2 separate regions of the Mus musculus genome follow, and region 2 is linked to region 1. The links are chromatin contacts, called in public HiChIP or PLAC-seq maps. All regions are on one chromosome and are shown on one strand. Each heading gives the region's core, a stretch centred on a gene start, on an enhancer-like site or on the middle of the called end of the contact. The rest is flanking DNA. Distances are from core to core; before and after follow the strand shown.

Region 1 (4,427 bases), core at 712-3,211:
TTTCTTCTGCTGTTAGGAGAGATTTTCAAGTTAGGTCTCCCCAGCCAATTCCAGAGAAGTCCATTGCCAGCATGTTTACACTTGCCTCTCCTTTGAGCCTATTTCTTCTGTGCTTTTACTGGAGATGATTTTTTTAGAGACAAGATATTAAAGAAAGTGACAAATCTGACCAGGGCCCAGCACACTGCTATGTGTGAAGTGTTTTCAGTGTGAAGGCAAGGACAACTTCCAGAAATAAAAACAAGCCTGGGGAGTGGGGCTTACCCAAGGCCAATGTCAGCACTGAGAGTGCTTGTGGGCACTGGAGTTGTTTTGAAAGACTCAAAATGAAAGGACAAAACCCTGACAGAGACAGAAACTTCAGAGGGCAAAAGTTTAAGAAGGGATTTATTTTTAATGTGAAGAGAGAGGGTAGATTATGAGTAAAACTAAAAACTGTAGTTCAGATACAAAGCTCTAGGAAGTCCTAAGCTTTGTGTTTTGCTGCCTGGTTGTCTATTCTGGGTCAGAAGCTAGCCAGGTATACCTGCCTGGTAACTAGAAGATGTTCTGCTAGTCTAAGAGAAAGATCATTGGATGTGTGCAGAGGAAAGATGAAGGATAGATTGCTGGCACTAAAAGAGTTGGTTTGCATGTATTGTGCATACAAAGGTATATTTATGCATGTGTTTTTACACTGATGCCAGAGGCAAAATCAAAAACCAGTAGGCACATTGCTGAGAACAAAAACTCTCACCATTTTTTTTTTTCAGTACAAACTAAAACAGGCAACTGGTTTAAGGTCCACGACTTTCTAAGGCTTTGTGAATCGCATCTTTCTGTATAACCAATTGAAAGAATTTACTCATCTTTTACCTAAAAAAGAAACCTGCTCATAGAAGCTGAAAGCTGGCAGGGAAGTGCTCAGCTTGTTATAAATGTGTTCTATATAAAGTTCCCCCTTTTGTGGCTAGCCTAAAGTTCTGTGCTATGGTTGAAATACTTCTTAATTTTTATTTTATGGGTATAAGTGTTTGCCTGCATATACGTATTTGTATCACATGTATGGGTCGTACCTTCTGAGGCCAGGAGAGGACATTGGATCCCCTGGAACTGGGCTTACAGATGCTTGCATTTTGCTTTTTGAGTTCTGGGAACCAAATGTGGATTCTCCACAAGAACAGCAGATGTTGGATTTCCCATCTGATGGTTATTATCTTTGTTATGGAGCTCACTTTTTGATTGAAGATATAAATATCACACATGGCTGATTATGAAGTTTAGGTGACCAAGTTTGTTAATTTGTCCAGCAAATGCACACTGTATATGTGATATGCATGCCAGGCACCAGCTAAGGCTCAGGGTCACAATAGTGAGATAGATGGGTACCTGCTCTTGAGAGCCAAAGTGAGTAATAAGCCTAAGCACACTGATTCTATGGATTGATTTTCCTTTGAAGAAACTCACAAATTCATGTTAGCCTCCAAATCCTCCATCTGTAATACCAGAAATGCATAGAAGAGCCAGAGAATGCTTCAATTTTGCTCCAGGGTGACTGATAGACAGACCTGAGCTGTGTACAAAGTGAGGTGCTATGGTGCTGTGATCTCTCTTCAGGCATACCTCCTTAGGGAGGGGAACAGAGGTGATACAAGACAGTCAAACTGAAACCCATTATGGTATCATGCAGGGTGTGGAAGATACAAGATTCTGGTCTTTTAACGATGATATTGGGTCTGGGCAGTGTTTTCCCCTCAAGCCACAGTGAAGAAACACTATCTTACTAGAGGAATTATCTAGAAGGAATACTGCTTCTCTGGTTTTTACTATTTTGACATATGGGAACGAAGAAAGGCTAGACCTGATCAAACTGCCACTAAGGAAAAAAATGGTTTTTGTGGCTTGGAAACTTCTTAAAGTGTGGGCCAATCAATGCCTTTGAACTCAGGCTTAAGATTCTCTACTTGTTGCTTGTACAGTCACTGGCGGTTAGGAAGGATGCCCAGCATGGCCTGCAGCCTTCCTTCAGAGGGGGAATTCTCTTGTATCTTGATGCAGGCAGAACACACACACACACACTCACACACACACACACACACACACACACACACACACACACACACACACACACACGAGATGGATACTGTTGGCATTTCACCTAGGCTCCACCTCATAGTTGTCTGGCAACAGTCAGGTATGCCTGACTCACTATAAAAGGGGCTGCTTGCCCCTCCTCTCTCTCTTGCCCTCTTTTCCTCTTGCTCTTGTTTCCTTACCTTCTTACCACTCTCTCCCCATTCCCCTCCCCCTTTCTCTCCACGTGCTCATGGCCGGCCTCTACTCCTCTATTCCTCTCCTCTCCTCTCCTTCCCCTGCTCCTCCTCCTCCTGTCTCTGTCTCTGTCTCTATCTCTCCTTTTCTCTGTCTCTGTTGCCCCCTCAACTCCCATCCATATGCCCTAAATAAACTATTCTCAGGGGGAAGGGATACCTCAGCAATGGCCCACAGAGGCACCCCGTTTCCCCACATCATACTGCACTTCCACCAAACATATCCCTGGCTTCTCTTTCATTTTATAAAACACAACGGATACCCTGCTAGTTGATTTGACCATTGTGTTGTGAGAAAGGCATGCTTCCTCTTTCCAGAATGCTTTGTATTATACTTGGATCCTCCCTTGTTCTGAAATTTGGTTTTATGTGAACTCAGTTTTGTCTGTATTGGAGTCTGGTGAGAAAAATATTATCATGGGATCCAAGAATACTCCAATAAAGAGACATTTGCTGAGTGTATAATTCATAGCTCCACAAAGATACTCCTAAAAGAAAAAGACAGAAACTTATCTGAGGAAGCTTATATCAACTCTGACATCATGCAATGTACATGGAGATATATTTAATGCCTTTTGAGTGGGAACGATATTTCTTTTTGTTTGTTTTTTGTTTTTTTTTTTCATGGATTGAATGACTTATTATTATTAAGATGTCAATACTAACAAAAACTACCTATAGATTTAACTTAATCCCTATCAGAATACACTGCCTTTTTTTGTATTCTTTCGAAATGTCATAGATGTATGCAATGGATCTTGATTGCACTCAATCTTGACTCTTTCTCACCTACTTCACCTGGTTCTCCGCCCCAATACATATCCCTTCTAGCTTCAAGTCTTCTTTTTATAAACCACTAAGTCCTCACTGGTGTCCAAGTGCACATAGCTGTTGGGAGGTTTACTGGGACATGGGCAATCTGCTAGTGGCTACCCTGTAAAGGAAAGCTACTCTGTATCCCAGAGAAGGCACTAATTGCCAATACCTACTCAGCTGATCTTAGGCCTCAGGAGCCTCTTCTGCCTCCATCTTGGAATCTTTTACTAGCATGATTTTATGCAGGCCTTGTGCAGATAACTACAGTTAGCATGTGTTCATATGTGCAACTATCATGTCAGGAACAGAAGACAAGTTTTGCTGCAATCATCTACTTCCTCTGACACTTAGCATCCTGTCTCCTCTTCTTCAGTGATCCCCGAGCTGTGGATGATGGGAGATTGATACAGAGGTCCCATCTATGGATGAGTGCTTACAGTCACTTACTCTGAGCACTTTGACCAGCTATATGAATCTCTTCATTAACTGCTACCCACAGCAGTAAAAAGCTTCTCTGGCCAAGGTTGAGAGCAGTACAGATCTGGGTAGCTGGATACGATGCACTTTCTTCCACCTCACACTTGAGAATTTGGATCAGTGTGTAGAAATTGGGATGCTAACAAGTTCTTCAATTGATTCTGAACCCAGTGATTCAAAGATGCCATCGTAAGTGAACACACTGAGGCACAAATGTTGATATAAAACCTCGGATCTTGCCAGGTCTGGTATGTCCTGCTCATCAATCCTCCTGGTGGGGAAGATAAAGCAAAGAAAGCTTTCTAGAAGTAACTATGATGGATGAAGTGGCTGCTGAAGAAAAGAGTAAGATTTTCAAATACAGCAATAGGGAAGACTGCTTTTCTTTTCTTTTATTGAAAATGGATTCTTTTCTCATAAAATATATCCTGATTATAGCTTCCCTCTCTTTATTCCTACTGATCCATGAGCAAGGAAGATCTTTACATCTTTTGATATCTTCTTCAATTTCTTTCTTCAAAGACTTGAAGATGTTTTTAAAATTGAATATTTTCTTTATTTACATTTTAAATGTTTTCCCTTTTCCAGGTCTCTCCTTTGGAAACTCCCTATCCCATCCCACCTCCCCCTGCCTCTATGAGAGTGTTCCCCCACCCACCCACCTATTCCTGCCTTTCCTCCCTGGCATTCCCCTACACTGGGGCATTGAACACTCTCAGGACCAAAGACTTCTCCTCCCACTGATGTCCAACAAGGTCATCCTCTGCCACATATGCAGCTGGAGCCATGGGTCCCTCCATGTGTACTCTTTGGTTGGTGATCCAG
Region 2 (4,427 bases), core at 1,271-3,770, 72 kb after region 1:
CAAAGTCTTAAGAGAAAAAGAATAAAGAGGTACAGAAACAAGAGGCTAAGGGTCCTACCCCTGAAGCTCATACCTCTCCGTGTCATGAGACACCTGGGTACTTCTAGTTAGGCCTCTAGCATTCCTTTGTCACAATTCCAAATATTGTAATTTGTTTCTCATTTTATTAGTAGATAACAATTCTCTAGGCTGCCAAGAACAGAAGCTCCACCCGAGAAATGCCCAGCAGCCTGTGATGTCTTGCTTATGGTCTTGCCATTTTGTCACTTGCTCTACTGAATGCCAGGCTCTAGGAGAGGATTAGGAATCTTCAGTTCAGATTGCACTGCCCAACAGTGATCACCAGCCACAGGTTCCCATGTAAACTTACATTAATTAGGATCAACTAAACTAAGAATTCAGCTCCTAGTTTGCAGTAGCAAAGGCTTCAAGGCTTCAGTCACCACACAGGCTGGTGTTGCACAGAGTGGCACAGAACACATTCACCGCGGTAACTGACATCCTTTCTGTTTAACAGACAAGCAAAAAGCAGCACTTCTAAGATCTTGGCTTCTGAACACTTGGTTTTTATGGTCTGTTCAGAATACACAAACCTACCTATGGTGCCAATAAACAAGCCATTTCTAGCTCATTTGCAAATAGCTGGCTATTTCCTCAAGGACATTCAGCCACAAATTTGTCCTCCACAACTCTGCCACTCATCAGTGTCCTGTGCTAACTTCTCCTCCCCCAAGCAGCACAAAACAAAACAAAAACAAAACAAACAAACAAATAAAAACCAAAACCAAGTCTTGGAGTTGATATCCTAATAGTTCTGACTTAAGAATGCCAGGTTTTTAGAAAAGATGATAGATCAGAACAACTGACTTCCAAGATAAGACTGAAGCAATAGTGCCTACCATGCCCAATGTCTTCTCAATTCTATTTTAGATTTTAAGTATTTCTGAGGAAATGCACGACACAGGCAACAGGGTACTCACTCTTGAGAAGTTCAGATCTTTGAGTCAAAAAAACTTACGGTGCAATGCACACTACACATCTGAATGGTAAAAGGCTATTTATTTGTGTTAAGTGGCCCCAAGTGGACTAGTTCCTTGAATTTACTTGCAAATCTTTTATTTTCCACAGAACTTTCCATTGTAGCATAGCTATGACAAAAGTACCATACATTTTCAAATCTGCACATGTAATCTCCCCACAGTCTCCTGTGCACGTGCCTTAGAAGTTCATGCACAATCTCAGAGCAGTGAGATGGGCCTCTCTGTTCTTGAGGAAGACAAATAATTTTGAGAAGAGTACAGCAATGCTTGACAAATCTCAGGCCATTCTAGTACTATCCTATAAATGTAGTAAAACTGAAGGCTGTCTTGTCCTAAAAGGTATCTTTAAAATAGTTTTAGACTTATTTTATGTGTTTTGCTCATAGATATGAACTGAAGTTATGCATGGTTGTATGCTGCCATCTGGGTGCTGGTAATCGAATCTGTGTCTTTTGCAAGAACAGGAAGTGCTCTTAACTGCTGAGCCATCTTTCTAGCACCCAAAAGATTCTTTTAAAAGGAGAGGTGTTTCAACTATCTCCCGCTCAGTATTTGATGCAGCCTATGCATCTGTTCATTTGTTCATTGTTCACTGCATCCATGGGTAGGTGAGCAAAACCCAACAGTTGTAAATGGAAGCCTCCATATAATACCTTTCTTACAATAAAATCAAATACTAGTTTCTAGATTCTGGTCCTACTCCAAGTTCCTGACTTCCAGGCTAATTTTCCTGGAAGTCAGCAATGCTAGCTCACGGAAAGTAAAAACCAGACTGCATTAAGATCATAGTGTCTATCAAATAGAGGAAAGTCCAGGAGGCTAACCTCAGGCAGTTCTAGCAAAGCCAAGCACGGTAGGTGGGCACTGCCTGCCAGAGGCCTGTGGGGGCAGAGTGTAGGGCTATACCAGGTCCTCCAGCACAACCAACCACCTAGAAGCAACCTGTTCCATTGGTCTGTGAATGATCAGAAGCCTGAGCTTGTAGCTCTGAATTCACCAGTTATTTTGGCTCTGTTTCCTACATTCTCATCTGTAAATGGAGATAATACCTGGCCCTCAGCAATGTTTCAAGACATCTGTGGTAAATACTGGATCTACATTCATACAGAGCCTAATCCATAGCATGGGCTTTGTGTTGGCCCAGAACCAAAATGTTCCAAAGACATGTGTGACCAGTAAACAAAGTGATTTTCACAAACAAAGTCCACCATCGTCAGTGGACTGACAAAAGTCAAGTCTACTTTCTGCTCCCCTTTAGGAGAGCATTAATGGAAATCCTATTCGTTTTTAACAGCAGGAAATGTGCTAAGCCAAGAAAAAGGGAGTATGAAGCATCAGAATCATGCTTCATCTTTGACTCTCAAATTAAGTGGGCAGGTTTGTCAAGCTTGTCATGTGGATTCTGCCTATGGGATAGAGACGGGGGCAGGTCTCTAGCTGAAGGCTCTTAAGTATTTGACGGAAACACAGACCACATCACAGAGAACCAGAGGCAGACCTTTAGTGAGCACACTTCACTCTGGAACAAAGCTACTGGGCTTCTCTTCTGGTGAGTCATTTGCTTTCTTTTGCTGCATCTCTCATTCCTGTCTGCAGCAGGACCTGTGTATACGGTGCGAGCTACTGAATTCAGCTAGCCATGGCTCCCATCCCTCACTGCCATGGTTGCTGCAAGGGTTGGAGAAATGTGAGAACTGCTTCATTGGTTCTGGAATATAGCAAGTGGTTATAAAAGGATGGGAAAGGTAGTAACGGTATAATCAGACCCACCTAGGAATCCAGAGCAGTCTAGTCACTGGTCTTCTATTTTTAATCAATCTTTTTCTATTTTGTATCTTAAAAAAGTTCTTTTGTATCTTAAAAAACAAGCTATAATCCACAATAACTATCTACTTTTTTCAATATAAATCAACACACAACTGTAGACATTATAGACTACAAATAAGTAAATAAACAAAACAGATGAAATAAGTAATTTATAATTTTGCCAAAGGCCAATGCTGACAGAATTTGGTCCTTTAAGACTAGAGTAAAAAAAAAATTACAAATGTTATTAAAGGGTCTTTAAACAAGAGCCTATAGAATATGTGGTTCATGAAGCCTTAGAATTATAGCTGTATGGACTTTATTTCTCAGAGAAGGTCTACAGCTTCAATGAGATTCTCAAAGAGGTTTGTGACCACAAAAGGTTAAGTGTCAGGTGTGGCAGCAATCCCAGACCTTTGGAGGTGGAAGCAGGAAGATCAGAAGTATCATCTATTTGTTATAACAGTAATAGCCCATGGTGGGTTTGTGTGTGTGTGTGTGTTTCTCATATTTTTTTCTGTTTTCAGCAATTTAAATATACTGAAACTTCCAAAATAATTAGAAGTACTTCTTAAATATTTGGGTTACATTTTATGCTTTACATACAATTATAATTTGCTATTGGGCTTTTTAAAAAAAACATATCAAAAGTTTCATTACTGTTTCATTTTCCTTAATCAATATTTCAATTATAAAGAAATGTTAACTTTTTTTTATAAGAGACAGTGATTTTGTGTGCTTATGGTTGTAAAGCAAGCATTCTACTGACAGTCATCTCCCCAATCTAGTGAATTTCAATATTCTATTTGTATAGTCTAGTCCCTATCTACTAACATAACAGTGAATACGGATTTGTACATTTTCTGAAGAGCCATGCTAAGGTTGGATTCAGAAAAGAATAGGACAACAAAAAAGCAAATACAAGTGAGGTAACAACAGAGAACTGGAGGTAACTCTTGGGAAAGCAAAGGTGTTTCATATTTTAAAGGGTGAAAAAGAAATCATCCCCATGTGAGTCAATATGATACACACAAATACCTGACACTCCTTTAGCACCTCAGAAGGCTATGGGGCCGGATGCCTACCATCAGCTTATCAAGACCAGAGATCTATCCCGAGGTCTGGGTGTGGGGACTAGTTACTGAGTAGCCTAGTTTTAAAGGCAAGGTCCTTCCTTGATGGTGAGAAAAGGCATTATGGCTCTAGGGAAGGTATAAGTTCCAGAAGTGTTAGGGTGGACACTATTTCCGCTTAGGACTCAATTTTAGAGCAAGAAATGACCACATGGATTAAAAGGAAAGGATGTCTTCAACTTTTACATATCCTCATCTGACCAGGTAATATTTTGTCTTGGTAAATCTTACAGAAGTTCTGCCCAAACACTTCTTAAGGCATCTTTTAGAACCTTCACTGGCAGGATATGGATCTAGGACACTGGCAAGGTTGGCCTGGCACTCTCGGGCCAAACGCTGTGATAGTTGCCCATACAATCAGGCCACAGGTTATATTACCCCATGTCCTGCTTGTGGTCCTTGGTAGTCACAGGGCAAAGCAGGGTCAGAAACATAACAACCATGGAGG

Evidence for each region. HiChIP or PLAC-seq counts read pairs in DNA pulled down with a chosen protein or histone mark.
Region 2: a BATF HiChIP or PLAC-seq map of CD8 T cells shows a contact between it and region 1, with 7 read pairs. The contact joins the promoter of Cxcr6 here to the enhancer-like site in region 1. A contact is called at or near these places in 16 of 39 promoter capture datasets (3T3-L1-derived adipocytes, the HPC-7 cell line, HPC-7-derived erythroid cells and 12 more), 1 of 15 datasets of contacts at CTCF or cohesin (CD8 T cells), 7 of 484 Hi-C or Micro-C datasets (the AML12 cell line, CD4 T cells, CD8 T cells and 4 more), 2 of 115 datasets of contacts at active chromatin or transcription factors (CD8 T cells and embryonic stem cells) and 1 of 9 other capture datasets (adipose tissue).

What each region holds. Positions count from the first base shown.
Region 1 is chr9:123,732,395-123,736,821 of GRCm38.p6, forward strand. No RefSeq gene overlaps it. Among named protein-coding and RNA genes, the nearest start is that of Lztfl1, 17 kb to the left of the region's middle. Within about 2 kb of position 1,962, at least 11 of the 459 cell types and tissues checked have an H3K27ac peak or open chromatin away from gene starts, as enhancers often do. A contact at or near this core is called in CD8 T cells, where this site is marked.
Region 2 is chr9:123,803,957-123,808,383 of GRCm38.p6, forward strand. Cxcr6 (chemokine (C-X-C motif) receptor 6) reads left to right here and starts at 2,521. Exons shown (of 2, transcript NM_030712.4): 1 at 2,521-2,589. The region is part of intron 14 of Fyco1 (FYVE and coiled-coil domain containing 1); the gene reads right to left.